Regions from separate parts of the Siniperca chuatsi genome. Here all the other regions are linked to region 2. The links are chromatin contacts, called in public Hi-C maps. All regions are on one chromosome and are shown on one strand. Each heading gives the region's core, a stretch centred on a gene start, on an enhancer-like site or on the middle of the called end of the contact. The rest is flanking DNA. Distances are from core to core; before and after follow the strand shown. Region 1 overlaps jupa (junction plakoglobin a). Region 2 holds the start of krt99 (keratin 99). Region 3 has its middle 7.8 kb from the start of krt94.

Region 1 (2,700 bases), core at 143-2,642, 62 kb after region 2:
TACATTTAAAGAATACAATACAATCATGAAATAGGGTGCAATGTTAGAGTTTAAACTACATATTTGTATGGAAGCCTTGAGAGGCAAGAGAGAGGAAAAAAATTCTGGTGATCCATTTTCTAAGTCTGATCTAAATGGTTTTCTCTCCTGTGTTAGTGACCTAAGAACGGGTGGGGAATAAAGGTTTTGCCAGGTGAAAAGTGTTTGTTTTTCTAATACTCTTTCCAGCCACAAGAGGCTGAAGTGCACACTTTAGATTAGCACGGATTAAAATACATTTCTAGCCAAAAGAAAGTAATGACAGTAATGGTACATACTTGCTAACACACAATATACTGTATGTACCTTATGTTTAGAGTGCATGGAAAAATAAAAACTCACCTGGAAGAAAACACAAATGCTTTTAGTCCTATTTAGAACATGGGTTAGCGGTGCACTTCAGCCTCTTGTGGCCTGAAAGGAGTATTACAACAACAAACACTTGCATGATCCAGACAAAAAAAACATTTCACCTGCCAAAACTGTTTTCACAGGGGAAAAAAAGGAAGATTGTCCTGGCAAAACCAATATGTTTGTATCAGAGTAACTGATAGATGCCTCATAAGAAATCTATACATAGTAACTTTAAGTACACTTTTAATGGAGGTATTTACTTATGTCTTCTTCTATTTCTTATTTTATCTTACTGTTGCATTGTTATGTTATGGTATGGTTCATTAGATTGATACCACTCTTATGTCTGTACGTTAAATATGAAGCTAATGCCAGCAACCGGTTAGCTTAGCTTAGCTTAATCAAATTAAAAATGGGAGGTTGTAGTTGTACAGGGAGTTATATGCAGGACTATTTCCTGTCGTTTTTACTCAGTTTTCATGCAGATCAAACAAACAAGATATACCGTATTAATTAGTGACCTTTAGAGGTGCTGGTAGGCAGATTTTGTTACTTTTTGGACAGAGCCAGGCTAGCTGTTTTTCCCCCCCTGTTTCCAGTCTTTAGTCTAAGCTAAGCTAACCGGCTGCCGGTTCCAGCTTCATGTTTAGTGTACAAATATGAGAGGGGTATTGATGTTCTCATCTAACTCTCAGCGAGGAAGTGAATATGTGTGTTACCCAAAATATTAAACTATTCTCTTTAAGTAAAAAGTCAATTTGTGTTTTAGGTGGTTATATTTTTTGTTAAGGGAAAATGTTTAAAATGGCTTTTTATTAAATTTTGTCATTCCTTGGTTCAATCATCAGGCTTAGCTACTTGAAAGTATGTGTCTTTTTATATTACATTCACCTGTACCATGGCTGAATTATACTAGGCTCATACAGAGATATATGTTAATTGCGCACGTTGTGCTGTTAAAGCTTTAGAATTGATGTTGTAAATAATAATGCCTCAGGGCCTTCTATAAAAGAAAAAATACCTACAAGTCACTCATGCAGTAATTGTTATCAGCACTAAAACTATTGCGTTTTCACTGTTTTTATCTTTAAAACTTTAACCTCTGGTGCAGTCCAGACTTTAAGTGGACTTGATCTGTTTCTATTTCAATACACCCAGACTATTACACATTACTATTAAAAAGAGTGGGAGGTTTTTGTACATCGTTGAATGTGTCCTGATTCTTTCCCCCTTAGCTACTTATGCTGCAGCTGTGCTCTTCCGCATCTCCGAGGATAAGAACTCAGACTACAAGAAGCGAGTGTCTGTGGAGCTGACACACTCTCTGTTCAAACATGACCCTGCCGCCTGGGAGATGGTGAGTGTCTGGCGCCCTCCACTGCTAGGACAGGACAACTGAACAAAAGTCGATTTTTTTAATTTATTTTATTATTTTTTTTTTTTTATTATGCAAAGCAATTGGTTTTTAAGAAACTTTATTATATGCTCTTTAAGGACTATTAATAATCTTTCTATATAAAAGTGTTGACTTTTTTTGGCCTTTGCCCTCTTATGACCTCTCTGCAGGCCCACAACAGTGTCCCCATGGATGGACCCTATCCAGATGGTGAGTAACTATGGCAGAAATGTGCACATACAGCACATTCCTCAGCACTCGGTCACTCCACCACAGGGAGCGACCGCAGTGTTAAAATGCTGTACTCTGCTAACAGGTCGCCTCCCTGCTGAAAATAGTTTTTCTAGTTAAAAAAAAAAAAAAAAAAAGTACTCTGTGGTTATTCAGTAACTCGAGCAGCACAGGCCTAGCCTGCATTGATTTTTAATAATCTTTCTTACTTTGATACCTCCTTCAAATCAGTCACAAATTTGGCCTCGTCCTCTCCATCTATGTTCTGTGTTCTATTTTTGTTCTTTTATTCCCAAGCAATGTATATGGCCAAGTCATATTGTGTAAACAGGATTCAAATGGATGTAATGGAATACTTTACCTCAGAGCCTGATTCTTATCTCATTCACTTCAGCCTTTGCCTTTTCTTTGTTTTATTCTCAAATCGTATTCTCTTGATAGATCACTATCTGTTCGTCATTGCCGCGTCTAAAAGGTTTTCTCTCAGTCAGTCTCCTTCCTGGTGTTTCCTTATGTGTTTGCATCTTTCTCCTAATTCCCATACTTTTCCTTTCTTTCTACTTTCGCCTTGTATGGCCTCCCTCTCAGAGCTGGGAGACTCTATGGGGGGGGGAATGATTTCCACAAGCTTTTTATACAGCAGTATCATGACAGCAGCTGTAAATAAACCCTCCAAGTAC
Region 2 (2,700 bases), core at 156-2,655:
TAATGGAAGTGATGGGGGACAAAACATGCAGTCCTGGTAATCAGAGGCGTCTGACGCCCATTCAAGCACGTGCCCCACCAGATTTTTGATATCTGGTAATATATTTTTACTTTATTTAATATTTAATTTTATTACTAGTATTTTTTATATGTAGTTAGGATCATTTTATACTATGAGTCAAACGTATTCTTCCAATTATGTCACAGATCATATCACAAAAAGTCACATGCCCCCTTTCCCTGTGGTATTGGTTTCTCCCTAAAGTTGCAGTTGCTGGAGGAGATGCAGTGCTACAGCTTCACGGTGTGTTGCTGAAGTAGACACACTTTATATCAGTGCGTGTTGGTGTGGTTACAGGTTATATGTACGTAGGCTCGTGGTGATGATGGATCTTTGAAGGAGGCTGAGCAGTTTGGACAATAGCTGACAACTGCTCAGTCTGAGCCTTTCATCATGCTGCTTCCTGTGCATTGTGTTTTAAAATGCAGCTATATATATATGTATAGGCAGGTTCCTTTCATCTGTGGCTTTGTTATCTGTGTTCTCTAAATTAATTTGCTTTGTGGATATAGTGTTTCTATGTGAATTTATGCCCCTTGAAATGTTTTGGGTGAAGCTCTTTTTCACAGAAAAGTGGCAGCAGTGCAGAAGTGAGTGTCATTTTCATTAACCACAACAGCACAAATCATTGACATAAATATATCTAAATAAACATACAGTATTTACCGTAATATAAAGTAGGAGATTACTGAGCTACAAAAACTGATATAGTGAAGTTTTAAAATAAGTCTTTGAATATGCAGTATGTGTCACTGCATGTGTCAGAAAACACTTTGTCCATAATTACAGAAGGTCTGACAAAGCTTCCCAGGACTGTGCAGCAGTGGCAAAGGTGTGTGTTCTCGGAGTGCTTACAACGCTTTAAGAAAAGCACAGGAAAGCGGGAGTGTTGCAGCCAACAGCGTGCAGCAATTTGTAGGTATCATCATCATCATCATCATGCCTTACCTTCTCCAGGTAGGAGGCCAGGCGGTCGTTGAGGTTCTGCATGGTCACCTTCCCGTTATTCATCACTCCAGTCTCGCCGTACGGGGTCAGTGACCTGGAGGAGAAGACTGAGTGGGACTGGGAGATGCGGGTCCCGTAACCTCCCGCGCCCCCATACACGCTGGGCGCGCGGGTCTGGAAGGGGCCCGTGGAGATGCGGGTCTGGCCGGCTCCGACAAACTGCATCCCTCCGCTCAGGCTGATGGCACTGGTGTTGGAGATGCTGCGGGAGCTGTAGCTGCTCTGGCTGGCGAGACTGACAGACATGGTGAGAGGTGGTGGTGACCTGCAGGTGATGAGCACAGCTGGAGAGTGTGCGAGGAGTGACCCTGCCTGAGACAACTGGGCATTTTATAGGACTCTGAGAGAAGGAGACAGCGTCGGTCCAATGCCACAGCAATGTGTGGTATTCAGTTGATAGATTTTTGAAAACCTAATATCTGGGTGTGAACAGTATTAGTGACGCTCTGTGGAAGACAGGTTGAACATCTAGTTGGGCAGCTTGATGGCTGGCTAACTGATAACTAGCCAGGTATGAAGATTAGTATTTTTCTTTTCTTCAATGTCAGTTATACTTAGCCTGCTGCAGCGTGTTTAAATGCCACACAGTTATCTGGCTGAACAACTGCTCAGGCATCTAAGAGGAGCGTTTAGCACATTATGTTCTCAGCAATGTTTATAGGTCAGATGTTCAATGTATGTTTCCCTGCGTCAATATGTTGAAATCAGCTCAAAACTCAACACAAAAGGCTAGACCAACTCAGAACAAAAGAAGAGCAACAGAACAACTCTGAGAACAAGTGGCTCTGGAGTGGTACGACGTAATTTTAAGAGGTTCCACTTACCGCAATAGTGTGCGTCTCCTCTTTCAAACCATAATTTGAAACTCTATGATAAAGTCATGGTTAATAGGGTTAACCCTAACCACTCATTTTTAATCAATAATTTTTTTTATATGTGTAAATCTTTAAATTGCTAGGAAGACAGATGTAAAGCGTGTCTTATGTTAAGGGAACACGGGGCCCTGGGGACATAGGGATGACCCCATTTTGAAGGACATAGCGTAGCATAGCTACATAGCCTAGTATGTCCGAGACCATGTCACTTTTGATAGAAGAAATAACACAATCCTCATCTTACAAATGAAAAGTTGGATTTATAAGAAATAAAACAAAACCTTAATGTTACTAAAATTCCTACATTTAGGGGTTTTGGGGTTACAGCCTTATGACCAGTAGCTTATGGTGGCTAATGTTAGCTACGGTTAGCAAACATTAGATACATATTTCTGTGTAACTGAGTTCATTTTCGGACTCTTTTCTTTTTGTGCCACTGTTACACTGTTGTAGCATTTACCATCACCCTTTCATTGTGGCTTGTGGCCACAGTGGCCACTGTTCGGCTGAAGTTAGGCTACACATAAACGCGCTTTAAGGTAAGAAATATTTTGACAAACTGCAAATGTGCAACTTTACTGTCACTTTTCCGGACTCTTAAATGGAGGTCAACAGGTGCATCGCCGCATAGAGGGAGATCGACCTTTCTTTATGTTCACCTAGACCCTCTAAGGGTGGCACGAGGGCGTAGAATATCCAGTGACTACTGAATTGTCCCTAGCAATAATTTTGAATATAACCACTGTTGTCCATCAGT
Region 3 (2,700 bases), core at 100-2,599, 41 kb before region 2:
GGAAGGAAGACCTCAGAATTCAGTCTGTGTACTGCTATTAACACAATATGCCATAGATGATTCGTCCATTTGTGCTATGAACAAAAGATTCTCAAATCCATTTTTTTTTAAAGTAACAGTCCTTAAACTGTCAAACATCTTTGCTGGATTTGTTCTTCAAACTGACATGTTAAAGTCTCTATGAATTGCCAAAATATTGAGAAACTGAGTCTGCTAATTTATGTTAATTTTGGAAAGCGCCGGCATATATTGAGCTGATTTCAGATGTGACAAATGGCTGTGTGGTTTTGGCTTTCACTAGGTGCAGCATATGTCAAATTTCTGTGGGTTTGAAAATAAGTTTGTTAAAATTAGTCTCTCTTGTCAACTCATTCTTAAATGTACAGGGAACCAGCACTTGGTGGCAGTATTGCCTTAACTTTTATGAGAAAAGGGAGTTGCCCAGGAAAGTCTGTAGCTAAAATGACCTAAATACCTCAAAATGCTGTCTTCTTACTGTTCAGTGCTAATATGCAAATACTGTAGTTTCATTTCTGTTTTGTTTATTTTGTAGTTGCTAGTTGATTTAATTTATTCACTTATACATTTCACTTGTTGCTGAGATTTTTCCCCTTCCTAACATTGATTTTAAAGTATTGCATACAGAACATCAAGTTGATTATTACTACTGTTTACCTTTTTTATGGCTGGTGCAATGAATGCAGTTTATTGTGAGCCTTTAAGGCACATTCACACAAACTTACAGAATTTGGAAAATCAGGGTCATATAAGTGTTTACAGTCAGTAGCAGTTTTGTAGGGAAAGTGTGCCTCACTGCCTCTGAGCAACTTTGATCAGTAGTTCTTTCACTGGGTAGTTACTGAGTTTTGTGTATCTTAATAGGGATTTCAACAGAAAGTATTTCTTTAAACACTTATTATATCTAGGTTTGGGTTTCTCCACCCAGTGCATGCTGGGATATGCTCCAGCCCATGGGAAGCTTTGAAGTGAATGTGATCACTACAGAAAAATGCAACCGGATCAGACTTGTTCTTTGTATAAGATCCCTCTTTGATGATAGCATGCACTGTATATAGAATGCTGCTAAGCTGTTGTAAAGCACTGTATGCCCTGCCGAAGTAGGTCCATCCTGGTCTTAAGGCTCCTGGAATTGTATGTAGGGTGTGGTTCCTTGAACCAGCCCTACCTGTTAAACTCCCAACTTTCAGCCATCCCCCACTGCCCAGTCAGAGCCATGTGCTTTCTTATTAAAAAAGGAGACGATACTCAATGTCAGTGACTATGTTTTAGTGGTGGGAATGGACTGATAGGGACTGTTCTCGCTTGCACAGGTATGCAAATGGACAAAAAAAAATCCCATCTATCTCATGCTTGGCATGGCCTGAGAGCCCCTGAAGGGGATTTGGTCCTGTTCCACTCTCTACCACTCAACTGTTTCTACGCCTCGCTGCAGCTCGGGCAGAGTTTGAAAACTTTCACAGTGAGGTCTGATGCCATACAGAGTCTGAGACCTTTAGCAAAGAGGTTAGGCATTCCTCTCAGCTTGTGTGTCAAACCTAACACTGCTCCAGAATAGAGTGTGCCATCGAGTGAAGAATGTTCCTCCTCTCCGCAACCCCTTAATGGACTTTTTGACCGGACACATCAACATTCCTGCTGATATGCTCCAGTTGCAGACAGGAGTAATACTTAATAAACATTTCACTGATATGAAAGATTAATGTGATTTGGTAAAATTCCACATTGAAATACAGCAGCCCCACACTGAAGTGATTTTTTCTGATTCTGACTTTTTACATTCTTTAATTAAATCAGTCAATACTTCAATACTGTAAATTTGGTTAATAGTGTAAAGAAATAGTTGATAGGGACATATGATTCACTTTCTTGCAGAGAGTTAGATGAGAAGACTGATACCACTGTATGTCTGTACGCTAAGCTACCACCAGCTGCCGGATAGCTTAGCTTAGCACAAAGACTAGGAGCAGAGGGAAACCGCTAGCGTGGCGCTGTCCTGAGGTAACAAAATCCACCTACCATCACCACTAAAGCTGACTAATTAACACGTTGTATCTTATTTTTTAAATATATACAAGAAATATAGTGTAAAAACAACCCCTGCCCCTATTTCCAGTCTTTGTGCTAAGCAAAGCTAAAACCAACTGCTGGTAGCTTCAAATTTAGCATACAGACATGAAACTGGTATCAATCTTCTCAAGAAAGTGAATAAGAGTATTTCAAACTATGAGTATACTGCTATTTTCTGTGTAATTCTGAAGCTTACTGCATTAAATAAATTGTCAAAAACATACTGTGACTTACAGTTTACAGACTAGGGATTTAGTTGCAGGATAAGGAAAGATTACACATACATAGTGGGAAAGTCCCTGTGGCTTCCGCAGTTTCAATATCAAGACACAATGTCATGTTCTCACCATGAACTTGTCAGTAATTGAACTGAACTCTCGTTATGCCAAGTATTTCATGACATCAAGTGTGTAACATCTTCTTTTCCTCTCTGATCTTACTCTCTGCTTGCCTCAGGCTAGCCTTGGATGGCAGACAACCATGACAGGGAGAAATGACTGTCTGCAACTTCGCATTGCTTCCTGTCATATTCCTTTGTGTGGCCATGTGCAGACAGTCTGCCTATTCATGTTGTAAATAATAACCTAACTGCTACTCAGTGTAGGCTTTCTT

Evidence for each region. A called contact is a pair of places that touch in the nucleus more often than the background predicts.
Region 1: a Hi-C map of liver shows a contact between it and region 2, with 2.0 times the contacts expected there. The contact joins the enhancer-like site here to the promoter of krt99 in region 2. A contact is called at or near these places in 3 of 3 Hi-C or Micro-C datasets (liver, skeletal muscle and an unstated tissue).
Region 3: a Hi-C map of an unstated tissue shows a contact between it and region 2, with 5 times the contacts expected there. The contact joins the enhancer-like site here to the promoter of krt99 in region 2. A contact is called at or near these places in 2 of 3 Hi-C or Micro-C datasets (skeletal muscle and an unstated tissue).

What each region holds. Positions count from the first base shown.
Region 1 is chrLG3:24,464,588-24,467,287 of ASM2008510v1, reverse strand. It overlaps jupa (junction plakoglobin a), which reads left to right. Exons shown (of 16, transcript XM_044191421.1): 13 at 1,629-1,750; 14 at 1,960-1,999. Among protein-coding and RNA genes, the nearest start is that of jupa, 17 kb to the left of the region's middle. Within about 2 kb of position 1,392, the one cell type or tissue checked has an H3K27ac peak away from gene starts, as active enhancers do. A contact at or near this core is called in liver, where this site is marked.
Region 2 is chrLG3:24,526,938-24,529,637 of ASM2008510v1, reverse strand. It overlaps krt99 (keratin 99), which reads right to left and starts at 1,405. Exons shown (of 9, transcript XM_044191424.1): 1 at 1,009-1,405. The coding sequence starts at 1,314.
Region 3 is chrLG3:24,568,295-24,570,994 of ASM2008510v1, reverse strand. No RefSeq gene overlaps it. Among protein-coding and RNA genes, the nearest start is that of krt94, 7.8 kb to the right of the region's middle. Within about 2 kb of position 1,349, the one cell type or tissue checked has an H3K27ac peak away from gene starts, as active enhancers do.